2 separate regions of the Pan troglodytes genome follow, and region 2 is linked to region 1. A link is a contact called in public Hi-C data. All regions are on one chromosome and are shown on one strand. The core of a region is the stretch at or near the end of the contact, and the rest is flanking DNA. Distances in the headings are between cores, read along the strand shown. Region 1 overlaps TMEM114 (transmembrane protein 114). Region 2 holds the start of PMM2 (phosphomannomutase 2).

Region 1 (4,976 bases), core at 444-2,943:
GATCAGGCAGCTCTGAAGTTTACTCCCAGTTGCGTCCCTTTCTCTCCTTATGCCCTTAGTCCAGTTATGTTAACCTGCCAGTGCCTCAGTTTCCTCATCTGTATCCTGCTTTGCTTATCTGCTAGTCCTCACCACGGGCTACGTATTTCATATGCCTCTCTCTCCTCAATCACGTGGCACCCCAGAGAGCAAGGTCTGGGTCTGGAGGAGTCATTGCCCCCCCAGTTGCTGGTGTGTACTGGCCTTCGAGTGTTTGTTGAATGACTGACTGACCGACTGGCGTGGAGAATAGCACAGGTGCATAGATGTGGATGTCAGCTATAATGATGACAATGCTGATGTCGTGGTGGTGTCATGTCGTTGTGGTGGTGATGTCATGGCATGGTGGTGATGATGTCATGATGTTTGTTGAATGACTGACTGACCGACTGGCATGGAGAACAGCACAGGTGCATAGAAAGTACTCAGTGGGGGTCAGCTATGATGCTGACAGTGTTGACGTCATGGTGATGATGATGTCATGATGAAGACGATGATGCCATATTGTTGATAATCGTGTTGTCATCTTTTAATCCACACCAGTATTCCCCAAACCATCAGCACCTCCCAGAGTTTCCTAAGCCAAAGGCTCCTCGGGCCCTCCCCTACATCTCAGGACTTGGAATCTTACAGGAACAGAATCTCAGCCATGGTTTTGGGTTAGAATAGGCTGGAGAGCTCTTAAAAAAACACTGATGCCTGGACACCAGCCCTAGAGAATCTCAGATCAAGGATGTAGACAGCAGCAGGATTTTTGGAAGATACCCAGGTGATTCTAAGAGCAGCAAGATGACAACTGTTCTCTGTCACTTAATAAACGCCCCACCTCGGCATTTATGCAAACAGTGGCTCCGGGCCAGAAGCCTCGGCATCGCCTGGAAGCCACTTAGAAATGTGAGTTCTTGGGCTTCACCCAGGCCTCCTGGCTCAGACACCCTGGGGGTGGCATCAGCCCGAGAGTATCAACAAGCCCATAGAGTCTGGGGCCCACTAAATGTGAACAGCACTGCCCCAGGGGACCCGGATGGGGAGCCCATTCCCAGGGGCAGAACACCAGGATGAAAGGAGGGATGGATTTTTCTGGGGGAGGACGGAAAAGGTATGATTAGTCTTGAAGAGTACTCTATCAATTGGCCAACCCCTTGGGAGTCTCGCAGCTTCATATTGTAGACCTAACCTGACCCCGTAGAAAGCCAATGTCATGCCAGAGTTATTTTAGAGCAAAAGGAACTCCAGGCCAGAGCTCCCCAGAGAGAGCTGAACGCATTACAGGGCCCAGGAGGTAGGGCACCCTCTCCCTTTCCCAAACCCACCAAGGAGCTGATCCAAGGGACACGGGTGAGGAGGAAATGAAGTCGGAGGGGGCGTGAGGACTTTGCAATCTGTAAAGCTCTGTGTGTGATTAAAGGATCGTTTTTATTTCTCGCGAAGCGGTTTGGCACTCCCTCAGGCTCCTCCAGGCCACACGGACACACACGGACATAAGCACACAGGTACTAGGATAACAGCCGGGCCCCAAGCTTAGTCCGCGGGGATTTGTGGGGGAAGGAGAGGGGGTGCCTGGCCTCCCCGAGTGGCCTTTGAGGAAGAAGAGGCCGCAGCCGATGGAGATGGGTCGGTGAAGCTCCGGGGCCAAGCCCCTCCCTCCCCTCCACGACCCAGCGCCCAGGCTCATATGGCCTGGTCCTGCCTCCGTCTCAGGCTGAGCTCGCGGGCTGCTGCCAGGAAGGCTGCCCCGGTGAGCAGCTCGGCGATGAAGCTGATCCAGCCCAGGGCCAGGGACCAGCCGAAGCTGATGTCCACCTGGTCCAGAAGGGCCTTCTCCTCCAGGAGACACAGCGCCTCCCGGAAGGCGGCGGCTGAATACGCTATGTAGACGCTGATCCCAGCGAGGGTCACCATGGCTGCAGGGAGGGCAAAGGGAGAGCAGATCAATCCCCCACCCCGCCCCAGCACTCCCCTCCTCCTCCTCGCCCTGCCCAGCCACGCTGCCCAGCGTCCAGCGTCCTTGCTCCTTCCTGCTGCGGGACCTTTGCGCGTGCTGGTCTCCCCGCTGGGTGCATTCACCCCTGCTTCTCTGCCTGTCATCGGCAACTCCTACCCTTCCCACACATGGCAGCTCACGCTTCGATTCCTGGACTTGCCTGAGCAGTGATTCCACAGCACCATACAGCTGCCCATCACTGCCCAGGTCACAATTGCAACTTTGCATTCTTTTGTGTAATTTTTTTTTAGACAGAGTCTCGCTCTGTCGCCCAGGCTGGAGTGCAGCGGTGCGATCTCAGCTTGCTGCGATCTCAGCTTGCTGCAACCTCCGCCTCCCGGGTTCAAGCTATTCTCCTGCCTCAGCCTCCTGAGTAGCTGGGACTACAGATGCCCACCACCGCGCCCGGCTAATGTTTGTATTTTTAGTAGAGACAGGGTTTCACCATATTGGCCAGACTGGTCTCAAACTCCTGACCTCAAGTGATCCGCCTGTCTCTGCCTCCTAACGTGTTGGGATTGCAGGCATGTTTGTGTAATTATTTAACTAACATCTGTCTCCCCCAGTGGCCTGTGAGTGTCCAGAGGGCAGACATGCTCCTGTTGGTTTTGCTCATTTTCAATTCCCCAGCACCCAGAACGGTGCCTGGCCCACGGTGGTTCTCCACAGATATTAGATTTGAGCCACATGGTCCAGTACGATAGCCACTGACCAGTTACACATGGCTATTTAAATTTAAGTTAACTAATCTAAATAAAGTTAACAGCTCAGTCCCCCATCAGCACTCACTGCCCTGGCCTGGTTTGCAGCTCCCGATGCTCGGCATGGATTACGGAACTTCTCCACCATCACAGAAACTTCTACCAGGCAGTGCTGGTTTCGAGAATTTGTCATTGGGTGAACTATTAATGCTAATATTAATAATAATAGTGAGTGGTTAGAGGAGATGAGAACTTTGCAATATTTTCACCTCCAGACATCCCTTTTGTTTTTTTCCCTCTGTGGATTCCAAGGGAGCATGTCATCACTGCTTTTTTTTTTTTTTTTAAAGGAACATTTCAAATACACAGGGATACAGACGGCTGTAAGGCAGCCAGCCACGTGCCAGGTCCCATTTTTCAAAACCTCTGGTCCACTAAACCAACCAGTGGTGTTAACCTAGCCATTGTCTGTCCACCTGTTGTTTTGTTTCATCTTGTTTTTGTGTGTGCTGCTGTTTAATTGACAAGTAAAAATTGTATGTATTTATGGTACACAGCATGAGGGTTTGATATGTGTGTGTACACTGTGGAGTGGCTCAGTCAAACTATTCAACACAGGCACGGCCTCACATACTTAGCATTTCTTTTGTGTGTGGTGAGAACTAAAATCTACTCTCAGCGATTTTCAAGAACACAATAGGCTGTTGTTAACTGCTGTCACCATGACGCCCAATAGATCACTGAACTTCCTTCTTTTGAGCTGAAATTGTGTGTTCTTTGACCAACATCTCCCCACCCTCCCCTGCCCCCACCCCCAGCCTGTTCCATTCTCTCTTTCTGTGAATTTGACTCTTCCAGATTCTACATAGAAAGGAGATCATGAGGTGTTTGTCTTTCTGTGCCTGGTCATGCCCGTTTTTTAGTCGATCAAAGCAGTATCTATCAGAATGGCTGATCAGCAGGATAGAGCGAGGGTGGCTGGAGCGAGGGTGTCCTGCCAGCTCACAGCCCTAAAGCTTGAAGCTATCACGAGTTTGGGCAAAGGTAATACATGCGGCTTCTTTGGTGAAGTAATGAAAAGGATTCTTGGAAGCTGCTCCCTCTGCACTGCTCCTGTCTTGGAACCAGAGACTAAGTGATTCTGGGCTGGAAACCACTCATCTCTTCCAACTGATATCCCAGAAGGGGAAACTGAACCCCACGAGGCCCTGGGATCCCCCTTGTTTGCTGAGGGTTCATACACAGTACCCATTGCCCAACCCCCAGACCACAAGCCAGAGCCCTAGGCAGGGTGGGCACCTACCTCCAAAGAGGAAGAGAATTCCAGTGAGCAGGAGGAGGAGGTAGGCTCGGAGGAGGAAGCTCAGAAACCCCATCATCCCCCCAAAAACCATCAGGATCAGGCTGAGCGGCAGCAGAATCACAAATGTCCCATGCATGGCTTAGAAGAGACAGAGAGGATACCAGGCAGAGGACAGTTACTAACATCCTTCATTCAATCAACAAACACTTCCCGAGCACCTACTAGAGCTGGGGAAAATCCACACTGTCACTGCCCGTATGACGATTACTTCTACTGTTTCTGATGATGATGATGACCATGACAACAGTGGTTGAGGCTCATCTCGTGCAAGGCTATGTGCTTTGTTCTTGTTGTTTGTTTTGTTTTTGAGACAGGGTCTTGCTCTGTCACCCAGGCTGAAGTACAGTGGCACGGCCATGGCTCACTGCAGCCTCAACCTCCTGGGCTTAAGGAAACCTTTCACTTAAGCTGCCCGAGTAGCTGGTACTGCAGGTGTGCACAACCACACCCAGCTAATTTTTTTATTTTTGGTAAAGATGAAGTCTTGATATGTTGCCCAGACTGGTCTGAAACTCCTGGGCCCAAGCGATCCTCCTGCCTTGGCCTCCCAAAGTGCTGGCATTACAGGTGTGAGCCACTGTGCCTGGCCAGAGCTGGTTTCTAACAAGAGAGAAGCCGCAATGCAGATGATCACACGCATCATTAATTATTCATTACAAGAGCTGGGGTGTTAGGAAGAACTTGGGATTGGGGGATGGCTGGCAGTGGTTTGGGCCTTGGCTCTGCCTCCAGAGCCGTGGGACCTTAAGAGATCTAAAAACCCCTGTGGTCCTTAGCATGGCATTTTGGGGACAGCACTTGCTGATCATTTGGAAGTTATCCTTCTCCCAAGGCTGGCTTCACTGATTGGAGTGCCGGCCCCATTCTCTACAAGAACATATTTGTCACC
Region 2 (5,416 bases), core at 1,309-3,808, 230 kb after region 1:
GGGTTTCGTGCCCACCTGGACGACATCTGCTCGTCAATGTGTAGTTAACATCCTGACAGACCTTTCTGCCGCTGGATATGTGAGGGGCACAGCGCAGGGCTCTGGAAGTCCCTGTTGACTGCTCGAAGCCTTTCTCCCTGCTAAAACCTCTGACCAAATGCTTAATAACATCTGCTGTAGGCTGTTGAGTCTGCCACACGTTTGACATTTATTGTTTATTCCCACACCCATCCCATGAAACAAGCAGGACTTTCCATTTTACAGATGTGAAAACCAAGCTTCAAAGAGACTCAGTAACCTGCTCCAGGACAAATGACAGAACTGAGACTTCTGACTCCAAATCTTACGCTCCCCCGCCACACCTCTTTGCCTTTCTCTTTCACACCAATGGACTCTATGGGTGACCTTGGCATAGGTTCTTCTAAGAACTGGCTCTTAACAAAAACTTCTGGCCATTATCTGACTGAATGTCACAAACAAGTGCTGTAAGAACTTGCTTAGAGCCTTTTTCCTAAACCTGTACACCAGCTCTTGCCTTGTGAATTTATTCACCACAAAACACATGTTCCCAGGGGCCCAGGCAAAGTCTCCAAGTACCCAGTCCCCTTTCTTCAGCCTTGCCCACACCCTCAGCCTTCCTGTTAATCCAGGCGACCCAGGGTTACCCAGAGGTCCAGGTCCCAGTTGTTCACTTGAGCATCTGATGTACCCCAAACACCTGTGTGAAACGCTCTCTGTCCAGGATGCGTCCATAGCGCAGGGTGACGTAGAAGGTCTGTTTCCCACTGTACCGCTGGATACGCACGAACATCTCCTGAGGCCGGTCCTTGGTTTCTGTCAGGGGAATCACATCTGCCATGGGACAGTATGTGTCCTGCCGCCAGCCCCAGAAGTTCAGATGGGCCACCCGCAGCGTGGTGCCAGACTCATTCAGATACAGGATACCAACCAGTCTCCGTAAGAAATAGCTCATCCAGCACAGCATGGTCAGGGCAAAGCCCGATATCCCACTCATGAGGCACACGGTGTTGAGAGTGAGGAGGCCCTGGGAGTACAAGTAATAGCCTGGTGGCAGAGCTACCACTGTCAGGGCAGTCTGTGCCAACTTCAGTCGTGACAGGAACCCGAACGTTCTGATGGCATCAAAACGGTAAAACATCCAGAATTTCTCAGTCTCTGCGTTTGGTAGTTTCTCCTTCGAGATGGGTGAACTGCTGCCCACCCACCTCTTAGGATCCTCCTGCCCACTGCAGCACCACAGCCCATGGAGAGGCCTTTCCCACACAGCTTTTCCCCGAAACCTACGCACAGCTCGGAGAAGGGCAGCCTGAAAGGGAGACAGTAGACCATTTCTCTCGTGGAACTCAACTACATTAATCACACGGTGAACATCTGCAAAGCACCATACTCTAAGGCTTCTGCCAATCCTGCAAGGTAACCGTTATTGCCAGAGGAGGGAAGGGTAAAGCCAGATGCTATCTCATGTGGGCATCACAACAGCTATCTAAGATAGTTATCACTATTTCCACTTTACCACTAGGGAAACTAAGCCCAGAGAGGGTAAGATATTTACCAAAGATCACACAGTCAGTGAGTGCAGCAGAGTCCTCCTTCCACCAGGCAATTCCAAATAAATACAAGAAAGGAGGTGCGGCCGTCATTAATTCAAAACATATCTAGGGAGGACAACCTCTGGGCTGGACAATGTATCCACAAGGGGGTGTGAACATTTCCCCAAGCAGGAAACTAAATAATCAATGTCTTAGTGGGGAACTCGAGCAACAAATCTGTGAGATATTTATTCCAATAAACTTTCTAATTCTCTGTTTGATTCATAGGCTATCTTGGGTGCTGGAGGGAACTGCTGCTTTCTCTTAGCCTAGTCTGGGGAAGGGGAAACAGCGGAGAAGGAGAAGGAGCGAGGCAGGGAGGCCCCAACACGTAGCACAAGGGTATTATTAGGTGGGTAGTGAAGCAGTAAAAGCTCTTATTCCAATTCTGATTCCAACAGTAATTTGTGAGCAAATTACTCCACACCCCTGAGATTCGGTTTCTTCGCCTTTCAAAATGGGGACTCAGAACACAGTGAACCAGAAGATGGTTTCAGAGTCCTCAACTTAGTACCTAATGCACTGTGAGAGCTCGGCGAGTTTTAGCTATTACTACTGTGCGCATGTGACCCAAGGAGGGCAGAGAAAGCCCGGGAAAAGCGAACTGTAACACACGCCAGAGCTTCCTCCCACGGATCCTCCGAGTCCGAAACCCGAGCGTCGGGCCTGCCCGCCCCAGCCCTGACCCCGACCCCAAAGAGCATCACCCCCTCAAGGCTCGCCACCCGCCTCCTTACCATGGCCCCACCACCTGCTGCAGGAAGTAAATCCCACCGGCCCCCGGAACCTCTAAGAGCGCATGCTCGAATGTACAAGGCGGGCGTGATCTGCGTTGCACCCTGGGAGTTGCGGTCCAGGAATCGTGGCTGGCGCTAGTCCCAGGGGTTATGGGAACGGAGTCCCCTCCTCTTCCCGACGTGCCCTGCGGCTCAGGGGCCGAACCCGGAAGTTCCGGGCCGAGTTCCTCGTGCCGACGTGTCTTGTAAGGTGCGGCTAGAAACTGGGGACATGGCAGCGCCTGGCCCAGCGCTCTGCCTCTTCGACGTGGATGGGACCCTCACCGCCCCGCGGCAGGTAAGTGGCGGCCGGCGGGCTGCTGGCAGCCGACGCGGAGCCCGTGCTGTTCCCAGTTGGGGCTATCGACCACCCAGGGTAGGCGCCAAGGGGTGGCTAAGGACCGCCTACGTCCTCACGGGGCTGAACCCTATTCTGGGTGCCCTGGAGGAATGAGAGGGAGGCCCTAACCAGCTCTTCAAGAGCTCTGGTGCTTGGAAAGATGAGACGGGGCTGAAGAACTCTTAAGAGCAGGAAACTTGTGCTAGGTTGGAAAATGTAATCTGGACTCACCGCTAGTGCTCGGGACTGATAGACCAGGATTTCAACCCAAGATCAGGCCCCCTTATCAGCTATGTGCCGGCCCCAATCCTGTAACCAATGGGCTGTGCCGTGAGTCATGATATTAAAAACAGGTTTCCAGGTCAAACCGACCTAGTGGAGTCTCATCTTCACCTCTTGACATCTGTGTGACCTTCAGCGAGTTATTAACTTCTCTGAGCCTCAACATCTACAGCTTTAAATGGGGATGTTACCTGTTCCATATGGTGTCTGTGAGGATCAAATGAGATTGTGTAAGTTCTTGAAAGTATGTTGCACACAACACACTAGGCCTCAGTAAATAGTAGCCACCTCCACCACACCCATCTCCAGCCCTTGCAATGGACTAGGGAGATGGAGGAGCCCTAGGTTATTACAGGCTGCCCGCTGAGAGCCTCCTTGGGCCCTTGGAAACTTGCTTTCCACTTTCAGATTTTGCTGCTACAGGCACAGATAAGTTTCAGTTACGATCAGCCTTTGAGGTGAGGCTCTCCTGGCCCCTTTTCAGAAATTGGCCACTGAACACTGGCCATTTCAACTTGAGACTGGACCCCAATGGTCTCACTATCCTCAGCTTCTACCCTCACCCCTCGTAGTTTTCGCTTGGTGGTAACAATGGTGTGCTCCAGAAGTCCACGTCAAATGCGTGTGACCTTAGACGTATCATTTTGCCCTTCTCAGCCACAGGTTTGATCTACCTAGTGATGACGCTCAACTCCCAAGTTCTTCAAAGGCTTTTTCTGATTCTGAAATTCAGTGATCACACACTTGGGTTTGTTAAAAGCCCATAGTGGTCTAAAACTCCGGTCCCCAATTCATTTTTTGTAAAGGGCCATATAGCAAATACTTTTGTCTTTGCTGACTATATGGTCTATAGTAACCACTCAACTTTAGTGCAAAACCAGCCATAAACCCTATATAAATACAGAGTGGCTGTGTACCAATAAAATTTTATTTATTTATTACAAAAACAAACAGCTGCCCAATGTGGTCTGTGGGCCATAGCGGTCTAGGGTTTATATTGCCACCCTTTTTTCATGATATCACTGGACCCTCTCAACCTTCCTCCATCTTTCTTCCCAGGTAGGATAGTTGTTATTACCGTTTTAAACATAAGGAAACACACTCAGTGAAGAACTAACCTTCTCAGTTTCACACAGCCAACCTGGTACAAGTCTCTGGGCCTCAGGATAATGGTTCCTGTCAAGTTTGCCATTTCCTATCTGTGCTAAGGTGGAAGCTGTTCTAGTCACTGGGTATGCCATTCAGGAAAGTGCTTCTGATTTTCTGATTTTCACAGTTCTGACTCTTTTTTTTTTTTTTAATACAGAGTCTCACTCTGTCACCACACTGGAGTGTAGTGGCCCAATCTCAGTTCACTGCAACCTCCACCTCCCAGGTTCAAGCAATTCTCCTGCCTCAGGCAACCAAGTAGCTGGTACTACAGGCGCGCACCACCACGCCCGGCTAATTTTTGTATTTTTAGTAGAGATGGGGTTTCACCGTGTTGGCCAGGATGGTCTCTATCTCTGGACCTCGTCGTGATCCACCCGCCTCGGCCTCCCAAAGTGCTGGGATTACAGGCGTGAGCCACCGTGTTCTGACTTTTAAAGGCCACTCCTGCAATTCTAGATTTTGTCTAATAGGTCCAGATTCCACTGTGAGAGTAGAAAAGATTGCACTCTATTACAAACCCTTCTGTACAATTTTAATCACATTCATTATTACTCTAAAAAATTTTTTTAAAGAAAAATCATTGAACTCCAAGTGTTTATATACTGAGGTTGAATTAAATGGTTTTTTGTATTTTCTAAATTTCTAGTAAAAAGATATTCTGCCTGGCACGGTAGCTCATGCCTATAATCCCAGCACTTGGGGAGGCCGAGGCGGGCGGATCACTTGAGGTCAGGAGTTCGAGACCAGCCTCGCCAACATGGTGAAACCCGGTCTCTACTAAAAATACAAAAAAATTAGCCGAGCGTGATGGCGGGCGCCTGTAATCCTGGCTACCTGGGAGGCTGAGACAGGAGAATCGCTTGAACCCAGGAAGTGGAGGTTGCAATGAGCCAAGACCACACCATTGCACTCCAGCCTGGGTGACAGAGCACGACTTCGTGTCAAAAAAAAAAAAAAAGACATTCAGTGTAAATGTACAACTAAGATTGCTCAAAGTGCTGAGTTATAAGACTTGAAAAAATACATTGTGATGTGTCTTAATGTAGGGCTATTTTTTCATCTTAGTTTATAACTTTTTTAAAATTATCACACAGTTTGGAATTTACCATACGATTATACCACTAAAACCACTCTTTCTAGATAGGAGCTTTGCTTTTAGAAGAGACTAAAAAATCTAGTCATCTTACTCTTTTACATTTTTGTTTTGTTTTGGGTAATTGCAATAAAATCAATTCTAAGCTTCTCCTTTTTTTTTT

Evidence for each region. A called contact is a pair of places that touch in the nucleus more often than the background predicts.
Region 2: a Hi-C map of induced pluripotent stem cells shows a contact between it and region 1, with 4 times the contacts expected there. The contact joins the promoter of PMM2 here to the enhancer-like site in region 1. A contact is called at or near these places in 4 of 7 Hi-C or Micro-C datasets (blood, induced pluripotent stem cells and stem cell-derived neural progenitor cells), 1 of 1 datasets of contacts at active chromatin or transcription factors (stem cell-derived excitatory neurons) and 1 of 1 other capture datasets (stem cell-derived neural stem cells).

Annotation. Positions count from the first base shown.
Region 1 is chr18:11,212,873-11,217,848 of NHGRI_mPanTro3-v2.0_pri, forward strand. The region is part of intron 2 of TMEM114 (transmembrane protein 114); the gene reads right to left. Among named protein-coding and RNA genes, the nearest start is that of TMEM114, 20 kb to the right of the region's middle. Within about 2 kb of position 1,694, at least 3 of the 24 cell types and tissues checked have an H3K27ac peak or open chromatin away from gene starts, as enhancers often do. A contact at or near this core is called in induced pluripotent stem cells and stem cell-derived neural stem cells, where this site is marked.
Region 2 is chr18:11,438,607-11,444,022 of NHGRI_mPanTro3-v2.0_pri, forward strand. It overlaps PMM2 (phosphomannomutase 2), which reads left to right and starts at 2,559. Exons shown (of 9, transcript XR_010152260.1): 1 at 2,559-2,684. TMEM186 (transmembrane protein 186) reads right to left here and starts at 2,417. Exons shown (of 2, transcript XM_510804.8): 1 at 2,348-2,417; 2 at 185-1,327. The coding sequence starts at 2,350. The coding sequence ends at 689.